4 separate regions of the Mus musculus genome follow, and all the other regions are linked to region 2. Evidence: chromatin contacts called from public ChIA-PET data. All regions are on one chromosome and are shown on one strand. The core of a region is the stretch at or near the end of the contact, and the rest is flanking DNA. Distances in the headings are between cores, read along the strand shown.

Region 1 (5,840 bases), core at 1,360-3,859, 650 kb after region 2:
AGGGATGGAAGCAGAGATACCCTGGCCCTCCACTACTCGTTCTCCACCTTCTTCACAGAGGCAACCTCAACACCTGGGGCCCCTCCTACGAGGTCCGTCTGTGGCCCCAAACTTCCCTGAAGCACTGGGCTTTAACTTTATAATTCAAGCTGCCCTTGTATGTTATTGTATTGTGTATTCACCTTTGTTGTGACATGACGTAATCGTTCACTGTCTATTGGCTTATGCAATTTTGGTTTTGCTGAGGTTCAGAAAGCTTTCCTGATCTTCCAAATAACAGAAAGAGATGATCCTGTGCTGTAGAAAGGCTCACAATCTCCTGGATTACATACTACTACATCATGAAAGAAGGTATCCAACCACCACTAATATGTAAATATTACCAATTAGAAGTCTCTAGCTAATGGTTGTGCTTTCAGGATAAGTCAGAAAACAGGAATCTGGAGCAGCATGGTATCTGAATAAACCATACAGCTTCATAACAAGAATGCCTTCCTGTAACCAGGAGAAAGCTCAGCCCCAGAGAGTAGTAAGAGGGTGAGAGGGGTGCACCCTGCGTGGCTCCAGGAATCCGTCTAACTTGGACATTGAGGGCATAAACAGATGAAAAGCACATGGACACAGAGAAAAGCTAGAAGAATTAGGTGGCCGAGGACTTCTCTGATGGAGTAGCAACAGCATCCCAGAATCCCAGTGTGTTTACACAGTTGAGCAGGGAAGGAGGCATGGTTTTTACACACAGCTGAACAAGGAGGCGAGGACATCCATACAGAGGAACAGGGAGGTGGTGTTATTATATACAGCTGTCATTGTGTACAGCAGGAAGCAGGTTTAGCTAATCTAGGTAGGAGTAGTCTCCAAAGGGGAGCAGGCTTCAGGCTGCAAACATCCAGAGGGAGAAAGCTGTGGAGATCATTGTCTGCACACAAAGTCAACGTTCCCACTCAGGCCCAATGACAGCCTTCCCATCATCCTTCTGAGTCTCACCTTGAGAAGGGTTTGTCACTCTCATAGGGCCAAGGCTTATGATATGACTGCTGATATCAAACAATATGCAGCTGTTCAAGACTCTGGTTGCTCCCTACAAAGAGGAATGGACAAACACAGGTAGAATGTGACCTAGGTCAAAGATCAAAAGTCAATAAGATCTGGTAAGTGGGTGACAAGAAATGGTTTTTTAAAAGAATGGGAGAAAAGGAGAATGTTATGGAGAAATGCTTGTCTTCAGAAATGCTGTTCACGGAAATGAAAAAGCCCAGACATTTTCTGAAGAGAAAACAGGAGTTGAATTTCACCTCCGCTGCCCTTCCAGCAATAGCAGAGATGGAAATGTCCCAAGAAATATATTTGGAGTCATTACTGAAAAGTTGAACCTTTAGGAAAGAATGTGGTTTTCAGGGATGCTCCTAGCTGTGACTGGTGGGCTGGCTCTGAGTCAGCAGAGCTGCAGGGGGAAATAGCAGGTACAAAGCCTTTGGGAAAGAACTTCTCAAGAGAAGCGAGTCCTGGGGGTAAAGAGATCTGGCTCCCGAGATGATGTAAATAAAGATAGGGAAGATGCTGTGAAAGAGGAAAGGTTTCAAGAAGGTACTTTTCGTAGTGCAATAGGAAAAGAAACTCAAAGCAGAAAGCAAAGAATTTAAGAGGAAATGGTGGTAATTGATGTTAACACATCAACTAAAGGTGGTGGAAAATTCTATGATGTATTAATCGTAATCTCTCCAAATGGAATTCAATCTTCAGCAACACTTTAGAGCAACGAAGAGGAGGTTCGTGTATTAGCCATATTGCTTCACTAACAATGAAAGAAGACTATCTGGAGGGACTAAACAAAAACTTTTGGCAACAAAAGTTCCTTCTGGTTTCCCCAAAGAAAACTCTTACTAAGCCTAGACTTGTGGTTCAGCAGTACACAGTACAGTAGCCCTTGGCTAATGTACCTGAGGACCTGGGTTCAATGCCTGGCACAAAACAAAACAGATTATAATGGCATGTAAACTAGAAACAACACACATCTGTCTTTGTAATTTCTCTTTCAAGAAAAAAGAGATGGAGCAGAGCTGCAGCTCCATTGGTGTGTGGTTGCATAGCATGGGCAAACCCTGGGTTAATCTTCAGTGCTACATAAATAAAACCTGCAACAGGGATGTAAGCCTGTAATTCCAGCACCCTGGGAGCAAAGGTAGAAGGATCAAGGCAATCCTCAACTATATTTCAATTTAGAGGCCAGCCTGGGATACCTGAGACCTTGTCTCAGAAAGAAAGAAAAAGGTCAGGGAGGAAAGGAGAGAGGGAGGAAAAGAAGGATGGGAGGGAGGGAGGGAGGGAGGGAGGGAGGGAGGGAGGGAGGAAGAAATTTGAACCAATCTAGTAAGGCGCCTTCTAGCAAAGAGAATGATTCTCTGAGTTTATCCATATCTGAGAAATAAATAAATAAATAAATAAATAAATAAAGTCAAATCCAGTCCAACCACACTGACTCCATGCTGGCTGGGTTGGCCTGAAGAAAGACATTTAAGCACCCTCTGCAGGTATCACTACAGAGAACAAATGTATGATGGAGAGATGGGGAAAATGAAGTACACATACAGTGGAGATATGGAAGAGAAAGTGAAACCAAGTGGTTTGTACACTATGCTGAAAGGTGGAACTGGAGATTCAGCGCCAGTGAGGAACAGGCTGAAATGCGGGGCCTGCACAACCTGAGACCACAGTGGTGTCTGTGGTCTGTGCTGCCATCAAGGCCCACGTCTATGTCCAGCTGGGCTTCTGCTGATGCCTGTGGTCTGAGTTACCACCAAAAGCCAAGCCATTTGTCCATGGTCTGGGCTGCCCTGTGGATATCTGAGGGCTGTGCTGTTGTCCGGGGACATGCTGATCTGAGTGGCCTGTACTGCCATCAGAGACCATGGGGACACCCAGGCCATGCTGCTGGGAGCCATGTCTGGGTTCATGATCCTATGATAGCTGGAGTCTGTGTTGATGTCCCAGACCTGTGTTACCACCAAAAGAACATAGAGATATCCGTGGTCTGGACAAGCACTCATCAACCACCACGATCAGGAGAGCTGACCCCGCCCCTTGTCTGTCTGCCCTGAGTTGATGTGGGCAAGAGAGAGATACCCTTCCTGCTACCTGCAGAGCAGCCAGGTGAGCTGGCCCCAAGCTCATGAAAAGTGAAAGGACTGGCCCCACCCCTCACCAGTTGCAGCACTGGTGAATGGTCACTGCACCTGGGCGGCACTGTAGAACTGGCCAACCATGAGAGCAGGAGAGCTAACCCTGCCCCTTTGCCAGCTGCAGCATTGGGTGGGCCAGCTGGGCCAGTGCTGGAGAGCTCACCCTGTAGCTACTTCCAGGCCCAGATCTAGGGCTTTGAGTTGGCCCACCCCTACATCTACCACCATCTGCTGGAGTTCATGAAAGGGCCAGTCCTACAGATCCAAAGCTGCAGAATCTCCATGACACAGGGTAACAACAAGATGTCTGAGAGGAGTCCCAGTGAGGGTCCAATAGTGTAGCAGAAGCCAGAGGCCTGGAAATAGATCAATGCATTTGCAAATAAAGATGTGTGAAGCATAGAGTATACTGTTACTGTGTAGCACACTGTGACACACTACAGCTTCCACAAGATTTGTTTTTATTGTATATTATTTTATTTTCCTTTGTGGGGAGAGGCTGTAATGGTGAATGAAGGGCAGATATGAAGGGACAGGGAGATAAGCTGGAGTGGGGTGCATGATGTGAAATTTGTAGAGAGTCAAGAAAGTTGTTGTTTTTTTTAGATTTATTTATTTATTATATGTAAGTACACTGTAGCTTCAGACACTCCAGAAGAGGGAGTCAGATCTCCTTATGGATAGGTGTGAGCCACCATGTGGTTGCTGGGATTTGAACTCCGGACCTTCGGAAGAGCAGTCGGGTGCTCTTACCCACTGAGCCATCTCACCAGCCCAAGAAAGTTGTTTTTTTTTTTTAAAAAAAAAAGTAAGATCCATAGTAAGAGTTTGGTTGGTGATATATTCCAGTATAAAATAGTCAAGAAAAAAACCCTATCATTGTTCATTTTAAGTGGCTAATAATCCATTGTGTGATAGGGATTCACACTAGGAGAGCTGCATATGTGTGAACTGCTTCTTTGTTGGCCTCAGGGTCCAGCTCTCTTGCATAGTATGCACATTTACCATGCCTTAGTGAATAAGCAAGTCAATAAATTTAATAATGTTTCCATTTAATCATGAACTCATTGAATTCTAAACACTTTAAATATCATTAATGCTAATTTTGAATCAAAATATTCTATTGGCAATGTTGATAGAACTTTTATTTCTGCTGCCCTCCATAATAGAAAAAGTCAATTAAAGCCATTCCTTCCAAAAAATATCATTCCTTTTGTTGCTTACATTGAAATGCATACATTGGTCAAATTGAATATAGTAGCATACTATCACTTGAATATAATAGTTCAAGACAGCAATTCCAATAAAAAGAAATGTTATAGCCAAGCTGAAGGAAGGAAGTAACCTATACGGGACCAGAAAATTACTGTCGTCAGATGTGTACAGGAACACGACCACAAACTACTTAATGAAAAGTAGGCTTGTCAGTGTACCTGAATCAAGTAATTGCCATTATGTACCTGTTTGTTTTGCATTTAATTAATAACTGGTTTTAAAAGGCGTTAGAAAGAAAATATTCAACACATACAGATGCACACAACAGGTTAATACTGTAGAATTTAAGAGAAAAAAATGAATATATAATAACCAGAACCATCAGAAATATATCCATATCTTCGTCATTGCAGTTTCCAAATGTGCATACAGAAAGATAAGGCAATTCTGTGATCATGTTTTATAGAGTAAGCTATCCCAGTTCTTGGTATAAAGGAATGCATACCATCATTTACTTATTTACTTCATAACATTTTTGCAGCTCTTTAAGCACTGTCTACAGTCTCTAGTTCACACAGGTAAAATGTTATGAATATTACATTTGCAATAATTTCCCACCATTTTTCTTTTAAGAAACTATTCTTGCTGGCTGAATTCAAACAACTGCTTGAAATCCTGAAATACCTGGGTGCTTATTCATTTTACAGAATTAAAGTCTACTGTGTAACAAATCTAACTAGAAGTGATAGACTTCAAGTCAAACCACTGAATGTCAAAGTCAAAGCTGACAGCTCTTCTTAGGTTTTGCTACTTTGGAAAAGGAAAAGGAGAAAAATAATAATGATAAAGTAAATGCAATCTCACCTTTGAATTTCTTTATTTTTGTCTAAACAACTTAAATATCCTCAAGGTTAATGGTTTCTCATTTTATGTAACAGTATAAAAATGTATTCATACATGACATGAAATAACAGAGGCCAGAGTATCTTATTTGTAGCAAATTTTATTTCAAATAACCATAAAAGGTATCCAGGTACTCTTCAGAGTAATTTCTGAGATCATGCATGGTGTAAACAGAAAAGTCCAAAGGAAAGAAACACTCCTGATGGTTCCAACAAGTGAGCTGAAGGGACACAGAAACAGACACCAGAACTTTCTACCCAGAGCTGATGCCTGCATCTTTATCCTTGTCTCTTTCTTGACATTTCAGCACAAGATAAAATGTAATATGGAGAAACAAAAATCAACAGTCTAAGAGAAGAGAAACTTGCCAATGGGATACATGTTTGGGGTGGTTTTGTTACTGTTCACAGAGAAATGTATCGAGCAGGAGGGTGCTGTCTGGTTGAAACATCTATTTTGCAACACAGTTAACAAGGAAATGAATCCTGGCAATTGTATCCCTGCTTACATTCTATTCAGGGATTTCCTTGAGCATCATGCACA
Region 2 (5,617 bases), core at 1,103-3,602:
GATGGGTTTGGTAGACAGGCCTAGTGTTAAACTTTACTAGAGGTAGAAAACCTGAGCTCTATCTGCACTTTCTGACCTATAATGCTGCCATAGAATTACTTACAACTTTTAAACAAGCCTTCAGAGTCCAACTGACCTGGCAAAGAGGCACAAAGCAGTAAGATCGTGGACATTTTATAATTTGGGAACACAGCATCACAGTTGCCCTGGAAGACCTTAAATTTGACGTTGGTCTCATTTGGATTTCATAAGCTAAATAAAATGCTGGAGTGCTGTGTACTCTCCATGGATGCTTCATTAGTGTTTTACTGTACTAATTTATTTTTCTAAAGCATATAATAAAATGTTGCTCCCTGAAAGTGCATTTCCTGTAGATACCACATTAATTTATCACATGAAAAGAAAATGTAGGATCTGAGTCATTTTTTGCTTAATAAAGTACATAATTTAAAGCCTTAATATGTTCTCAACACTAAATAAAAATGTGTCTTGAAATGCTAAACACCATTTTCAAATACAAATGATCATGTGTGTGTGTGTGTGTGTTTCTAACAGTAAGTTTCTAACACACTCTAAGGAAAACTGTCAGAGTCCTATAGAAAAATATTTATCCTCAGTATTATATTAAGCTTGGTCTTTATAAAAACCGTTCTATCTGTTAGCAATTTATCAACTATCCTTTATCTATATATTGGTTAATAATCTATATTTTAGAATAAAGTATTTAGGAAAGTTGATTTAAAGGTTTCTAGGACCCTTTATGTACATTTTTATGGTGAATTCAAAGATGTTTCTTGTGCAAAAAATATCAATATCCTAATTTATAATTTGGGGGTGACTTGCTCTACAATCTGAAGGTACCTTAATGTTCTTTCTCACCCATTTAAAGAAAATCGGAAAATTGCCCCGAGTGGGGACTTACAGTGGAAATATGCCAATATATGATAAAATGTACAATCTTCAATTCTTCTCTATAATTCTCTTTACATTATAACAAAAATCATAGAGAGCTCACGACCTGGGAAGTAGTTGGTGCATTGTGACAAGATTCTGTGGTGCCCTGCATTGTTTAAAATCATCTTATGCCAGATAAACCTCATCCAAGCAAATTCGCAACTTACCTAACTGGATTTTCTTTTGAAAAAAAAATCCATCTTTCCAATTAAAAAGCAAAACAAACTTATTGTGATAACATCAACAAACAAGTATCTGAGGCTGCATTTCTTTTCCAGGCCCTCAGACAACACAGAGCAGACGTTAGCCGGCTTAGTACCAGGGATTTCTTTGGAAACGAGAGGAGTGAACATCAGGAAAAAAATAAAATTGAATTCTGATACAATTAACTATTTTCCCCATTTAAAAGTATCTTAGATTAAACACTACAAGGAGAAATGCCATCTAGCTGTAACTTGATAATCAACTCATGTCTCAAAGAGAAACTACTCCAGAAATAATTATTGACCAGACCAGATATGTAAGAAGGACTGAACCTTCAGTAAGCAGTGCCTGCCTGGTCACCCTGTCCTGAAGGACACAGCATTTGTAGGAATTTTATGAACTGTAACACACGTCTACCTTTTCAAGGCTGTACTCTGTACCCATCACCCAGGAAGGGCGGTGGCTCTACCAGAATTTCCACAGCAGAATTCATAGGAAGCATTATCTCAGAACTAAAATGATTAATTCAAAACACATTCGATGGTAAGACAACACGGAGAGTTTTTAAAGCACCTAATGTGCTCTTCAGCCTTTCTGTAGCTGAGCATTCAAAACCCTATTTTAATAATCATTAACATTTGAGGAAACAACCCTTTGTCTGAAGAGACTGGCTTACACACAAGCAAAGCTGTCTCGTGATTTTAAACCTTTCATATTTTGATCAAAAGCATTAAAAGCTGACTTAATTAACAATTCCTCTAACCATAGCAGATGCAGGTTGGATCAATTGCTTTAGCTACATTCCTGAACAGTTTCCAAATAAAGAGAGACAAAGAGAGTCAACTTTCCTATTAAAGTGTGATCTTTCCCCGAAACATTTATGTATTTTGAACAGAAGCAGTGTATGCTGCCCTCCACTAGGCCTTGTTTCTCTGAACAACGGCAAACTTGAACATGGAGTAACGAATCTTCTTACTTTCAATATCCATCACACGCAACTTTTAAAAATAGCCATTTCAACCTAGCCTTTGCCACAAAATCAACAAAATACAAGGAAGTAAAAATGAATATGGGTGTGCTTACCTGTGACAAAGACTTCTGTGTCCAGAAGGGCAAATCCAAAGGCCAGAAGTTTGAGCCACAAACCCATGGTCATATCTGGAGATCAGCTGTGCCCCTAAGAAATAGGGTCTCCCTGAAAGGCAAAATAATGGTTATCTCTCTTGAAGTTTGTCTCTGTAAAGCTAAGTCAAAACTAAAAGAAAAGAACGCATACTTTGCACTCTGTCTTATCAGATGGGGAGCAAGTTTCCTACTCTCTTACCCTAAGAACAAACCACTTGCTAGCTACATGCACTGCTAAATGGTGATGTCAGATTCGGTTTTACTAACTTCTCCAAAAATACTGTAAAGGGTCCTCTTTGCAGGAAGTTAAAAAAAAAAAAAAAAAGGTCGTTCAAAGTCAGTGCAATGGCTTCTTACTTCCTTAATTCAAGTAATTATGCTGTTAGCGGTTCGTCTCAATTTTCCTCTAAAGGAAAACAGTTTTAAACTATATAAATATTGCTCCTTTTTAATATCTTTTTAAGGAAGCTTTATTCAAAAACAATACATCCCTCCCAAGTCATCAATAATTTTCTTACCCAAGATATGACAAGCTTCCACATGAGTATAACAACATAGGGGTTGGCAAGATAACACAGTGACTAAGCTGGTACGAGGCTCTGAAGTTCGTTGAAGACGACCAAGTGACCCAAACCAACTGTCTTTCTGCTTATGTCTGCCAACTCCTGTTATTTACCATAAGGAGCTCAGACTCAAATGGTATGCCTATTTCCTCGGTGATGTGGCTTTCCTATGCAAAACTACCTTCACTGGCTTTAAAGAGCCTCCCAATTTGTTTTTCAGGGCTGCTGGTGGTGGTTTCATTGAGTTTTATGCAGGTATCTCCTTGAGTGGTGGAGTGAGACTCTCCTCTGTGCATCAGTGAATTCTGCTTCAAGACAGGAGTGCCCCTACATTTGGGGTTGCTCTGTGCTATTTACCAATGAAAGAAGAGCAATGAAAACCAAGCCTTGTCTTTTACAAAGTTAACTTGTTTCTTTTGATCATAGTATTTCCCCACCCCACCACACACATCCCTGATCAATTTCACATGTATATTGAATTTGCATTATTTCCCCCCACTCTCTCTTTTCCCCAGAACCCTCCTATGTCCAAATACACAGATTCATCCCTAATTCATACCATTTATTCTTTAACTTTTATTGCTACACACACACCTACAAATAAACGCATCCCTACACACACATACACTCATACACACACACCCCTACACATGTATACACACACTCACACACACACACACACACACACACACACCTGAAGGTATAACCTACTGAGTTTGTTTAGTGGTGTATGTGTGTGTGTGTGTGTGTGTGTAGATGTGTAGATGTGTAGGTGTGTGTGTATGTGTCTGTGTTTGTCTGTGTGTACATAGGGTTGACTACCTGGTATCACATAACTAGTTAGGGAGCTCACCATGCGAAAGTCTAATTCTTATATTCAGCAGTCCTTAACTACCTTTCATGCTTCATCTTGAGTGGGGGCCTCTGAGATTTCCCTCATGAACTTTAGCATATCAACTGATCTTGTCACCATTAAGGTCTTGCTAAGGTAGTAAGCCATTTATTGAGGTTTCATGATGATACCCTTCCCGTATACCTAAAAGACACTATCTTGTAGCAGACGTCCTGGTCCTCTGGCTTTTACACTCTTTCCACTCCCTCTTCTGTGAAGTTTTCTGAGCTTGAGTAAGTTTCCCAAGCCTTGTGTTACAGATGCATCAAATTGGGTTGGAAACCTCAAGGTCAGTCATTCTCTGAGTTTGACTGGTTGTGGCTTTCTATAATGTTCTCCCTCTACTACCAAAAGAAGACTGAATGAATGATGGTATTCTCAGGGAGTTTGCCAATAAGAACATGCCTACAGTATTTTAAAGGTTCCTGTGAATTCAACAGTACAATTAAATGGATCTAGTAATATTTTGCTATCTACTTTCATTTAAAAACAAAAGAATATACACATAACTTAGTGTTTGAAATATGTAGATAATGGGAGACAAGTAGACACAGTGATTATAATCCCTAATTATGAAATACCATAGGGTCTTGTGTTTTCGTGTGTGTGTGTGTGTGTGTGTGTGTGTGTGTGTGTGTCTGTGTGTCTGTGTGTCTGTGTATCTCTGTGTCTCTCTGTGGGTTTGTGTGGTGTACATGTGTTCATCCACCTGTGTACATTTGAAGGCAAAAAGGTAATGTTAGGTGTCTTCTTCTATCACTCTATACATGTTTTTGAGTTAGGGTATCTCACTGAAGCTGTGCTCAGCATTTAGGGTAGACTGTGTGATCAATGAAGCCCTGTCTCTGAGTCCCCAGGATTGGGGTTACACACATGCATAGTCACTTTTACAATGGGTTCTGGAGTTCCAAACTCAGGTTCTCATGCCTGTACAGGCAAGCACTTTTCCCATTCAGCCATCTCTGCAGCACCCTGCAGATACATTTTTGATGCTTAAAACTTTGTTTTCCTCTTACTTTGATTTCAAGGAGCTGCAGGGTCAAACTTGCACATCCCCCTTTCTGTACATGGAAATAACCTTACAACTTAAATTCCAGGTAATAAAATTCTAAAGCCTCAAGGAATCATATTATTTCATATTTGCCCAAACTTACAAATAGTATATATAAACTATGTCACGTGGGCTGACAGTCTCTCCACAAGATCCGTAGATTATCTGATAAATCTTCCAAGACAGGAGAGCCCTCCATTTGAACTGGTCAGGGTAGTCCATGTAACTCTCAAAATAATACAAGCTGTTTATTGCTGGGAACCTTGGTTGCCTTCCAGAGGCTGAAAGTAAACCCAGATTGCTGAAGGTACCACACACTTTGGACATAGGGCTCAGATCTAATCTGAAAAGCTAGATCCAATCTGAAAGCTTTCTTCCTGTGGGCTAGCTTTCATTGTACCATCTGCCTTGGGAGGGAAGCAATAAATAGACCTGACAAGCCAGCTGTGGAACCTATGAACCACAATAATGAGCAACATGACAAGATATCCCTAAAGGTGCAATAGTGGCACTCTTATCTGATAGTATCAGCAACAGTCTAACTGAATTCAAAGCCCATTCAACAGGAGGGAAATTATGCATCATATTAAGAACCTTGCCAACCACCTGGAGCAAGGAAGGTCATAGCTCTCAGAGGAGAAGCTATTACTACCACTTTTCTAGAGCAACATAAGTCCTAGCTCCTGAATTCTAAAAACAAATCCTTATGCCTATAGTTAAATGTAACTCTTACCCCACCCCATCAGAAAAGCTTTTTTGTAAGAAATTGAAGCCATTATATAGTATCAACTGGTCATAGTTCAAAGATCAACTGATTTTGGGGAGCCC
Region 3 (6,144 bases), core at 2,113-4,612, 770 kb after region 2:
AAGCTATCCTTAGTGTGATTTGCTAGTTCCTGTCTCAGCTATTTTGGAAAGTATTAAATGGATAAAAACTCTTCAACAAAAGTATTTGGGTATTTTAAATTCTAACCACAAACAAATCATTTGGGGGATGGTGGAATTAGCATTGAAATTTCTGATTTTCAGACCAGAAACTGAGTGTCAGTGCCTGCTGACAGAACTGTTTCTGTGTTTAGGAAATGCCGAGGCAGCCATAGCCAGTCTCATATAGTTACTTTTGCATAGTTGGTTTTCCAGCTGATGGGATATAAGACCCTGGCTATGTATAAAGAGCTTGTCCAATGTAAAAATGCATTCGGGATGGATTTTTAAAGGTAGACAACAAGGAAGCACTCTTGGTGTATGGGGTATGTGCTAATTGACAGATCTGCCAGTGTAAAGGCATGCTGGGAAATTGTGATTACTGGGCTCCTCATGTGGTGCTGCCAGGGGAATTTAGGCTTACATGCAAGTATAAATGGAGGGGAAAGTCCAGCGTACTGAAAAGCTGAGGAAAAGTAGCTGTGTACATTAGATAGCAATTGAAAGATAGGCTTTCTATAAGCAAAGGGTCAAGTGAAATCTGACTGCTGTTGGTCGTACTGGTCAAACCGCTATTTAGGTATGCTGGTTGCTAAGTCTTTAACATCACAACTCAGCTATCGTGTGTGTGAACTCATGACCATTCAGGAAAACCAAGAGGGAGTCGCTGCTGCCTAGTTCAGAAGACCATGTGACAAGAGACTCAATTTCATTAACTACACCCTGGGAGGAGCTCAGAGGAAACAGTGGGAGGAATCCCCACCACTTAGCACAGAAAATGTTCCTAACAGCTTCTACACTTGCCACATCTGCTGCAAAATAATCTGTCAGCCAGAGAGCAGTAGGTGTGAGCAAGGGCCAGCAGCAAGATGATCTACAGTGGTGGGAGCTGTCCAACCCACAGCATTATGCAAACACAGAAGGCATGTTTTCTAAACAAGAGTAACACATACCACATACTCGCAGAGTTCAGTTAGCACAACCATTAAATATAGAGAAGCTCTGGCCATGGGGGTGTGCTCCTTCAGTCCCAGCACTCAGGAGGCTGAGGCAGGTGGATGTCTGAGTTCAAGGCTAACCTAGTCTACAGAACAAGTTCCAGGGCAGCCAGAGGTCCTGTCTTGGAAAAAACAAGCAAGCAAACAAACAAGCCACCAAACAAAAACAAAACAAATAAACAAACAAAGCCCCAGAGAAACAAGCAAGTACTCAGAAACAGTTGAATAGACAATAAATGATATTCACAGGCTGAGCAACTTGGGGGAAGGGTCTGGAAAGCAGAGAACCTTGTTCTGGATTAACTTAGTTACTATGACACTTCAGTGGTAAATATCTAAATTACCTTACTGATGATAAATATTTCTCGCTTAAAGACATGAAGCATAAATAATTTTGCAATTATTAGAATGCCTAAATTGTATATGGATAGCTGCTCTTCCAGAAGACCTGGGTTCAATTCTCAGCAGCCACATGGAAGCTCACAACGGTCTCTAACTCCAGTTCTAGAGGATCAGACACGCTCACACAGACATTCATGCAGGCAAAACACCAATAACCTTAAGAATAAAAATAAATACATTTAAAAATAGCTAAATGCTTTTATTATTTTGTTTTTAGGGATAGGGTGTGGTAGTAATTTAACCCAGGGCCTTACATGTACTAAACAAATTGAGCCACTGAGCCATAGCCTCACCCTGCAAATCCAGGTTTAGGAATGAAGACAATGTTTTTGTCTATTTGTTTTTGCTTGTTTGTTTGTCTACTGGTCATCACCCCATTGTAGTAATCAGTCAGTAAATATTGAATATCAAATGGATCCAAAATGTCCTTGGATATTACAAAGGGGACACAGACACACACACAGACACACACACACACACACACACACACACACACACACACACAAAACAGAACTTATAGTTCTTTTAATTAATGTACTGCAGATCGAATTGTTGAAGTTGTTACATGTTCAAAATAAAGCAAAGGATAGTCAAACATTAAGCAGCCGGAAACTGAGCTAAAATACCAGGGACTGACAGGTTAGTGCACCCCAAAACTGGAACAAGGAGGAACTTACAGGCTGGGGAGGAAGGGGGAAGGTTTATGGGGGCGGGCTAGAACAGAGACATGGGGAGTGAGAAAATGGCAGATGCTTCTCGCATCCCGAGTTAGAAGCCACAGTGAGGCACAGATCTCACAGCATGTAGGAGACTGTAGAGTCTCCGGACTTGGAGATGCTGCAGTGAGAACCGCCAGGCCCCGTTGTTTGGAGACTGATTTTGAGTTTTGATGTTTTGTGTTGAAGACTGAATTAATTAATTAACTGAACAATTGAAACTTGCCCACAACTCAGAAAAATGCTGATATATTAAGAGTTTTGGTTAGCTCCTGGGAGTTTTAGAAAGCTTCGTTTTCAGTTTTGCTGCAGTTTGATTTGCGTAGGTAGTCTGTGCTGAGCATAGTAAACCAGAGAGCTCTGCTGGTTTAGGATGCAGAAGGTTCGCAAGCCCATATGTGTGACTTCCCAAAAGCTACCTTTCTGACACGCAACTGTAATAAAGGGAAACATGACCTCATCTAGTGATTGGGAGGATGAGATATGCAAATGTAGTAAGCCACTTGGCACATGATTGGCTCTTGGGATACCCCCCCTGCCCCCATGCTTTCTCTTTCTGCTCGTATAATAGGCAGTGCTACTCATGAAGACCACATCACTTGTTACCACGTGTTACATCTCACTCTATGTAATCCTGACATGGAATATTTCTACAGTGTATACTGAGACACAGCAGTGGTCACTATGTTTCCTATAAGAGAATGAAAAACCACCCCCAAAATTAACAAAAATATAAACCACTAAAAGCTTCCTGTCGCAAGAGGTATTCTATGGTTTGTTTGTTTGTTTACTTCTATTTTGAAGTCAAAATCTCACTGAATCTAGGCCAACAGTAATATTAAAAGCAGTAATGAATATAATCATAACTGAAAATTCTCACTCCTGGATTTTCAGAACAATCACACTTTTCTCTCTCATAGCCTCTTCCCCTCTGGCTTTGCTGACTTATAACTGACATATGACAATTGAATTTATTTGAAAGGTCCAATATGACGTATTGGTAAACATACATTCAGAAACGATTGCCATAATGTTGCTAAATATCATGTCCACGTTGTGACAAGAACATGTGAGACCTGCTCTCCTAGCCAGTGTCAGACACACAGTAATGTGACTATACTATGGTCACCATGCTGTCTATTTGACCTACAAAAACCACCTATTCTGCAGAACTGACCAACATGAAGCAACTTTGTCCACTCCCCTGTGAACTCATTCGCTATTTCCCTTTCTGTGTTTCATAACGTTTGTCAGGTTCTGCCACGTGATACTAACTTTCCAAACTTCACTTTTAAGGCTGAATACTTTCCCACGATGTATATAAGGTTTTCTCTATTTCTAGTCATTTGGTAATGAACGCTTACATTGATTACATATATTGGCTATTCATAATGCTGTAGTAAACATAGGTATGAGAACATCTCTGTCACTTATTAATATTGTGTCCTTTGGAAGTATATCTTAAAGTAATATTGCTGGGTCATATGGTGGATCTTTTGTTGTTAGGGGCGTTAAGAATGAATATATTTTATATGTCAGTGGTGTGAGCTTTACCAATGAGCTATACCTTTTTTTTTTTTCAGAAACCTTCATATTTTATAAAACATTTGTACCAATTTACACTCCTCAAAGCAATGGATGCATACTATATGATTTCAAAATACATCACCATGTAATAGGAATCCAAATTATCCTAGCACAGAACCACATATATAGACCAAATGGACAGAATAGAGAGCGCATAATAAATGTGCACATTTAACTAATAAATTAATACTCAACAGAAATGCCAACAACACTCCATGGGTGTATTAGTCACGGTTCTGTAGATGTTCAGAACTGACAGACCAGACTGATAGAAGAACAATGGCTGTTTTTCAGTGGAAAGTTGAAAAGGCTGGATGTCTTAGCTGGTCCTCATTATGTGTAGGAATCCCAAAGTAGTAGGCTCTAATCCCAGGGAAGAGAGTGAGGACAGGCAGGCAAAGAGTAAACGTTTCTTTCTTCCTTGGCCTTTAGCTAGGCTGTCATGAGACAGTATGGCCCAGATTTAGGGTGGGTCTTCCCTCAAATGATGGAGTTTAGGTATCAAGGTTTATCAAGGGTATGGGTCTACTGTAAGAGGTCCAAAGTTTTGGATTCTTTGGGCCACACTGGATGAAGACAAATTATCGCATATCATATTATTGTGTAGCAGTTTCCTCCCAGGTTGAAACATTCTATCTCTGTGGGTCAGTTCTTAAATCAGACGGAAAACAATTCAAAATAGCTCCAGGAAGTTCCTGAAGCCTACCAGGTTCACTAAGTATCTCCCTCCCAAGAATAAACAGTAAAGACTGCGCAGAATCACAGAATCACTCTCTCTCTCTCTCTCTCTCTCTCTCTCTCTCTCTCACACACACACACACACAAACAGATACAAAGAGGATGCTAAGACCAGACTAGCTACCTGAAAGAAGCAGAAACCAGCAGAGCTACCTGGAAGAGGTTTTGATGAATTGAGTCACTTGGAAAAGACACTATCCAACCTGTTGGAGCTGCCTGTAGGTTGTTCAGTGTGCTCCAAGTGCTGAGCTTCTATTAAATGTCACCCATGCTAAGATGATCTTTGGTGATGGAACTGTCTTAAGAGTCACTTCTGCTCCTGAAAGTAACCCTTGTCTATACTCCTATCAGTAACCCCAGTAAATTTCACTGTCTCACCAAGTTGGAATCTGGTGTCTGTACATTGGTCTGTTGTGGGTTCCCTATTTGATAGGTGAATAGATATGTGTGTGTGTCTCCCCAGGAAAAGTCTTGTCAGACAATACACATACTAAATACACAAACACTAATGAAAGCTAATTTTTAAAAAAGCCTGTGTATATTTCTCATGATCCCTACCTCTACAGATAAGAAAAAGACCCTGGTTCATATCCTAATTAGATGACACCCCATTCAAAGAGTCTTTGACAGTAGGAAAGCAGATCCCAAATTTGAGGTCACTGATAAAGAACATGTACTTTTTAAATGACAAAACTTCGTTTTTGATATTTTTGTTGTAAAAGAAAAGAAAACCCTAGAAAATTTAGTGAGCTATTTAATACTGTATCTGAGCCCCATGTATCAGTATCTGGCTTACCTGTACTTCTCAAAGAGCATCCAAGATGCTCCTCAAGTATTTTGGTTCTACTTACTCTGTGTGTGTTTCATTTTAAAGTATTTGCTCATGATAGAGGCACTGCTAAGAAGCTATGATATGAGTAGGGTGTGGTAGTGAATGGAGAGATATTTGTGTCTGCAAAGGCAGGACAAGTCTAGTAAAGAGACATAAGAGAATTTCCTGTAAATTAATGTCAGGTGGCAGAACTCCATGACAATTTAAAAACTGACAGTAAAATAGTTATAGTGACTGAAAGCAGAGGTACAAATGTACCATCAAAATATCATTTCTCCAGGTATTAAAAAATATATCTTCAATTTCTTATATCAGTTTGAAAATCGAGGCTACATAGTTTGTACAGTTCACAGGTGTAGCCAACATGTTGAAATGCACAAAATCGTTTGCTTTGATTAATAGTCAAGTTCTGGCACAAAGTGTGTTTTTGAATCCATAAGCATCCTGATAACATGTCATGAATCATAAAATCTTTTCTACATTTGGCCTTGACTTAGCTATCTTCCTTCCAGAAAGTAAACAATACTACCATTATCAGTATCAACAATTTCAGGAATTCTGGGAACTGATTATGGGTCAATGCCTTTGCCCTCGTGACTGCCATAGTCTTCCAAAATGTTTAACAAACCTTACAGTTATTTATTTAGTGTGTGCGTGTCTGTGTGCATCTATGTGTTTTGTTCCAACTCCTTCCATATTACCTGCACTCTCATATTATTAGGCTCCTTTTCTTTGATTATTATTAGTATCCATATGTACATATACGTATACGTATATGTATATGTATGTGATGGTTTGTGTATTCTTGGCCCAA
Region 4 (5,686 bases), core at 1,351-3,850, 680 kb after region 2:
CTAGTCTTGACTGAGAAGGTATTGTTTTGCCACATTAACACTCACTGGCTTAATAAGCTTGATCAACAGCAACTTCCAGGATACCACTTCAAACTTCAGGGATGCATTTCCCACTTATATGCAATTATGATTTAAAAAAATAAATCCCCCAAAGCACAGTGTGTGCAGGGAAAGGCAAATTGTAACTCCTCCCTCGGACGTATATCACATTAATGATGTTTCTTAGCCTCCAGATTTTATAGGGGAACTTCCCAGTGGGTTTTTATATAGCACTTTGACCATTAGAAACTCAGTGTATCACTCCTGCCTATAGACTTTCATTAAAATATGCATGAAGGCAGCAGGTCTTCTGACATGCATATCCCCCTCTCTCTCCCTTGCTCTTTCTCTCGCTGATGCTCTAACTATATGACCTTGCCTGGCCCACAGATTTGTAGATCAGGCTGGCCTCAAGCTCACAACCAACCTGTCTGCTTTAGTGTTGGGATGCAAGGCATGTACCAGTTTTGCGGCCTCTGGCAAACAGTTTCCATTTGGTCATCAAGAACTTCAGCTATCCAGCGTTATACTTAATGATGTCACTCATTATGGTTGACATTCAGGTCAACTTATATTTTAGTTCAAGTCTGGGTTCACTCTCAGGCATTGCTGCACAAATAGATCAGGGCAGTTAAGAAACTAGCAAGTCCCAATGCTGCTCTCAAATCCCAAGGCCATGTGGCACCAGATGCACCCAACACTACTTTAGAATGACCCACTGTCAGAACCTCATTTCCTTTTTTCTCTTTCTCCTCCCACAAAGCTCATGCTTGACGACCTGGAAGGCAAATAAACGAAACACTGCAAAGCCTTTATAGTCTTCGCTTAGCTTCTGGATGTTTTCTGGAGACAATTATCTGGCGATCCGGAAGCTTAGCAGGTTGCTCTACATGTGGATGGCGTACCTCTAAGTTTGCTGACTGCCTACACACAATTTCTTCTCACTAAATGAGCCTTGGATAAAGATGGCAACGAAGATGAGGCAAGTTTGCTGACGCTTTGACTGGAGAGCAAGATGTCTATGGAAAGCAAGATAGCCAGTGCAGGAATGGGAGCACGATAAGGCGCTATCTCCCTTGAGGCATGGAAAAATACTGTCATTTGGGAGCTATATATACCAAGCATGTTTTTGGGTTTGCTTCTGGTCTCCTGGACAGTCACATGACCTGTGAAACCCCACTGATGAAAAGGTTGTGGGTTCCCCGGTGCAAATACTTGCCTTCCTTTTGCTATGTTGATCGAACCAATCTATACAGGCCACTGTTGTTTGCCTTGAAAAATGATAAGACTTCTGGGTTTTACAAACCATATTTGTATGGTGACTTGTGGAAACAAACTGCATGTGTTTGTTATACTTAAAATAAGAGCACAAGCAAGAACGGTCAAAGGCTGTCAATAATTTTTCGATAAATCTTTATTCACTTGCAACACATGAAGGGGTTAGACAGTGGATTTTTGGGACATACTACTCCCAAGGCTGAGTGTCAACTTTAGGAAACGTTCAAGGTTTGCCTCTGCCTGTGTCTCAAGCCAAACCAAATAAGTGGTCTTATCAAGTACTAGCCAAACACAGAGCTTAATACACAGATTTATTACAAGTCACTCTTACATCATTATAAAACTTAAAATATAAATAATGCTATCTTCAAACTATTGTATTCTAAAGTGTCAGGAAACTGAAGGGAGATAAGGTTAGATATTGGTGGTGACAAGCAATTGTCAAATCCATAAACCAGAAGAAAAGGTGATTTAAGAATGCCTAAGGAAAAATGCAAACTTGCCTGATTATAATTTCTTTCGCTCACTTGGACTGGAGGCAAAGGATGAGAGGACACGGGGCAAAAATGTAAAGCGTCTGTCTTATGTTTGCATTACTAAAGTCACTGGATGGCAGGCTGCTCGAGTTATCACGCACAGGCAACATGTCTGTACTACATACGTTCCCTGTAAGAGCTCAGTCCTACCCTCAGTTCCTCAGCACCCATTTCCCCCACACAACACACTCACACGCTGGAGGGCGCGCACACACACAAACCGAGACAAGCCTTTAGCTGGGACGCAGATCAAAAACCGAGCCTCGCGAGCCTCCCATCTCAGGGCAGACACCTCTCTGTCCGGAACGCAAAAGTGCGACCGGGTTTCTCGCAGGACCCTCTGAGCGGACGCCCCAGGCCGACCCGCCCCAGGCCGGAGGTCCAACACCTCCCGGCCGGGCCGCCTCGGGGTCGGGTGGCCGGGCGCGCGCAGGCGCAGAGGCCGCGCGCGGGGCAGGCTGGAGCGGGCCTCACCGCGCAGGCGGCCCGGTGCAGCTCGACGATGTGCCTCTCCGCTGCAGTTAACTCTCGGCTCGCTGGATGCCTTGGTTCTCCTTCGGGCGTTCCCCACGAGTCGGCCGCGGAGCCGCCGCGGGCTCCTTCGGAAGTCGAACCGAGGGTTGAGTTGAGCTGCTGTCGGAAACCTTCGGCCCGAGGCGGTGGCCTCCCAAGCGATACCCTCGCCAGCGTCCAGATCCCCTGGGCGGCCATGGCGCCGGCGCGGTGGGAGGCGGGGCCGGAGGTGGGGCGTGGGCAGGGGAGGCGGGGTCGGTCTAGGGGCGGGGCGAAGAGGGGAGGCGGAGCACTGTTCAGTGTAGACTGGGCTGCCTCTCAGTCTTCAGCTCCCTCCATCTGGGTCCTCTGCAAAGAAAATTATGCATATGAAGACTGGAAGAAGGTGCCTTCTTTACTCTTAAAGTCGCTACTATTTTTTTCTCAGATAAAGGACGAGCATTTTCATTTCCTATCAAGCTAGATCGTATTCTGCATAATCATACTTGTTTAAAAAAATAATAAGAAGGAAAGCACCTTCAGCCCATATAGAAAAGGCTGCGTATTTGCTGGTCATGTGTGACAGGAATGAAGCTGGAATCACAAGCTTGGTGATATGGTTCATTGGCTCACTCTAGAATGAAAATCAAGGAAAAGTCTCACACAAAGAGTGTAGTGAAGTTTTCACAAAACCAAACCTAAAATCCTGTCTGAGAAAGTGACACCCATACTCCTACAAAATTTAGGGAAATTAGCACGATCCCAAGAAACAATTTTATGTGTTCATTAAATTAACAGCACCCCCAGCCTTGGATGCCATAGCCTGAATTTCAAGAGTAGGCAGTGTTATTGAGTAGTTAGTGCTCTTTGGTGTAAAGAGCTATTGGCAGGAGTGAATCCTTAGCAAGAGTGGGTTAGTTGGACAGGAGAAAGTTGTCAAAGCCACCAAAGACAATTCAATTCCTTTTTACACTGATTTACCCTGCAACTCCGAAACCACAATTTGATGGTTTTGGGTTGTTGTTTTTTTTTTTTTTTTAAAGATTTATTTATTATTTTATGTAAGTACACTGTAGCTGTCTTCAGACACACCAGAAGAGGGAGTCAGATCTTGTTACGGATGGTTGTGAGCCACCATGTGGTTGCTGGGATTTGAACTCTGGACCTTCGGAAGAGCAGTCGGGTGCTCTTACCCACTGAGCCATCTCACCAGCCCTGTTTTTTTTTTTTTTAAGATTTATGTATTTATTTATTTTATGTATGTGAGTACACTGTTGTTCTCTTCAGACACACCACAAGAGGGCACTGGGTTCCATTTTAGATGGTTGTGAGCCACCACGTGGTTGCTGGGAATTGAACTCAGCACCTCTAGAAGTGCTCTTAACCACTAAGCCATCTGTCCAGCCCCCGATTTGATGTCCTTAATCACAGATGGAAACAACTCTATTGGTATATTGTAAAACTCAGTGAATTAATAAATTTGAATCCTGTGTTTAAATGTTCCTTTACATTGGAGTAGTATATTTGCCATTTGAAGACTACCTGATGTTCTGAGGGACTTTAAGGAAATCTGGAAAGATGGGACCAAAGTTAAATTCACCCAACATGATTATCATTAAACTTGAGAATTTAAGCATAGGTCATGTTCCTGTTCGCCCCCAACCAACACCACAAAATTAGATTTATGGGCTTCAGAGGTGGAGACATGAGGATTATGTTTGTGGCCAGCCTGAGCTACCTACTGAGTTCCAGCTATAGCCCAGTCTAAGAAAAAGAATCATCCTGGTTAGTCTATGCCTCTGGGCACACAGGCTGATCTTTGTATTAGTCACATGATACCACTGCTTGCATTCTTACAGATGCACCTTTAAAATGTAATCAAAGTTGAAATGAGATGAGAGAATAACTCACTACTAACAACACAAAGCATTCTAAATATCTATTTTCAGGTTTAATCTGATCATCAGCATCCAGTTTTCTTTCCCGTGTCTCTTGCTTTGAAAGGCCCCCATTGGCCTTGAATTTTAGCTCATCTTTGTGTGCATTCTTTCTTTTTCGGAGACTCCTCCATTCACATTAGCCAAAGCTGTATGAAAGTGAGAGCACCAAGTCCAAGCTCAGAAGGTAGATGTAGAGCTTGAATGAGAACAATCACTGTAGACTCATTGTTTAAACACTTGATCCACAGTTGGTGGAACTATTTGGGAAGGATTAGGAGATGTTGGAGGAAGTGTGCCCCTAAAGGTGGGCTTTCAGGTTCAGGAAGCACACACCATTCCCATTTAGCTCTCTCTTTGTCTCTGCCCCTATGCTTATGAATTAGATGTAAATTAGATGCTCCAGCATCATGCCTGCCTGCCTGCCTCCTGCCTTACTCTGCACCATAATGTTTATAGATGATAACACTCTAAAATTGTGAGCTGCCACAGACCCTCTGGATCCCTTTGTCTGCATGGAATGGGTCTCTGGGGCAAGTGGGCAAAGCATCGGAGGGAATGACAGACAGATGTACACAGGAGAGGTTGTGTAGAATCTGAATGTAATGTGTCAAATTGAGCATCAAACTTTTTATACAGAAGAAAATAGGGAAGTTGGGTGACACACCAGCAAGGTACAAATAGGTTACTGGATTCTTACACAAAACAGAGGAATACAAACACAGAAGGTCTAACAGGGATAGAATTCATTGTTAACAACTGGGATCAAAAAAAGCTCCACCTAAAGTTCACTTAATCTTAGAAGCCAGGGTCAAGGGCTTCGTGCCCTTGCCATAGTTCCTATTTTAGTCTATTGTATAGTCCACCTTCCCCCTAGGCCATTGTAAATACGTGTGAATGGGTGTAACTCAGCTATCTATAGTTCTAAGTATCTACTCTGGTTCTTCCTTAGGTCTCAAACTTCCTTCTTCCTAGATGATGGTAAATTCCTGTGTAGGGCAGTGACTTAGCTTTGTTCAAAGTGATAGTGTAATACCAGAGGCAATTCTGAATGTCACTGAATAGCAACATTCTTACTGAATTCCAAGCCCATGGTCAGCTCAAGGACTTTCTAGGACGTTGGAACACTGGTGAAGACTAAGCTATGTCAGAATTCAATCTTAAAAGGCACTTATAATAAGATAATACTAAAAAAGAGCACGTGGATCCATACACCAGACTAACGCGGGAATGGAATATTAATGTATGGGTTAGAAAGAAGACCAGACTCCAGGAGGTGAGTTTCCCTGAAACTCTCCACCTCGTGAATGGCTTCCAGGCCTCTCGGCCTGTCAAGCTGACTCTACGGGAGTGCGTGGCAGTGAGCCACAAAATTAAACACATTCATTAGTAAGTTGCCTTGGT

What was found. ChIA-PET counts read pairs in DNA pulled down with a chosen protein or histone mark.
Region 1: an RNA polymerase II ChIA-PET map of effector CD8 T cells shows a contact between it and region 2, with 8 read pairs. The contact joins the enhancer-like site here to the promoter of Ptprc in region 2. A contact is called at or near these places in 5 of 39 promoter capture datasets (the C10 cell line, the HPC-7 cell line, cranial neural crest and 2 more), 8 of 115 datasets of contacts at active chromatin or transcription factors (DN3 thymocytes, the SCID.adh cell line, effector CD8 T cells and 5 more) and 1 of 9 other capture datasets (adipose tissue).
Region 3: a contact with region 2 is called in an RNA polymerase II ChIA-PET map of effector CD8 T cells, with 6 read pairs. The contact joins the enhancer-like site here to the promoter of Ptprc in region 2.
Region 4: an RNA polymerase II ChIA-PET map of memory CD8 T cells shows a contact between it and region 2, with 202 read pairs. The contact joins the promoter of 2310009B15Rik here to the promoter of Ptprc in region 2. A contact is called at or near these places in 6 of 39 promoter capture datasets (the HPC-7 cell line, the SN4741 cell line, embryonic stem cells and 2 more), 9 of 115 datasets of contacts at active chromatin or transcription factors (effector CD8 T cells, embryonic forebrain, embryonic hindbrain and 6 more) and 1 of 9 other capture datasets (liver).

Annotation. Positions count from the first base shown.
Region 1 is chr1:138,819,807-138,825,646 of GRCm38.p6, forward strand. It overlaps a transcript of Lhx9 not described here. Among named protein-coding and RNA genes, the nearest start is that of Lhx9, 20 kb to the right of the region's middle. Within about 2 kb of position 2,610, at least 47 of the 459 cell types and tissues checked have an H3K27ac peak or open chromatin away from gene starts, as enhancers often do. A contact at or near this core is called in the SCID.adh cell line, effector CD8 T cells and regulatory T cell precursor, where this site is marked.
Region 2 is chr1:138,172,774-138,178,390 of GRCm38.p6, forward strand. It overlaps Ptprc (protein tyrosine phosphatase, receptor type, C), which reads right to left and starts at 2,353. Exons shown (of 32, transcript NM_001111316.2): 1 at 2,242-2,353. The coding sequence starts at 2,314.
Region 3 is chr1:138,937,254-138,943,397 of GRCm38.p6, forward strand. No RefSeq gene overlaps it. Among named protein-coding and RNA genes, the nearest start is that of Dennd1b, 23 kb to the right of the region's middle. Within about 2 kb of position 3,363, at least 25 of the 459 cell types and tissues checked have an H3K27ac peak or open chromatin away from gene starts, as enhancers often do. A contact at or near this core is called in effector CD8 T cells, where this site is marked.
Region 4 is chr1:138,854,254-138,859,939 of GRCm38.p6, forward strand. It overlaps 2310009B15Rik (RIKEN cDNA 2310009B15 gene), which reads right to left and starts at 2,601. Exons shown (of 3, transcript NM_001081226.1): 1 at 2,328-2,601. The coding sequence starts at 2,564.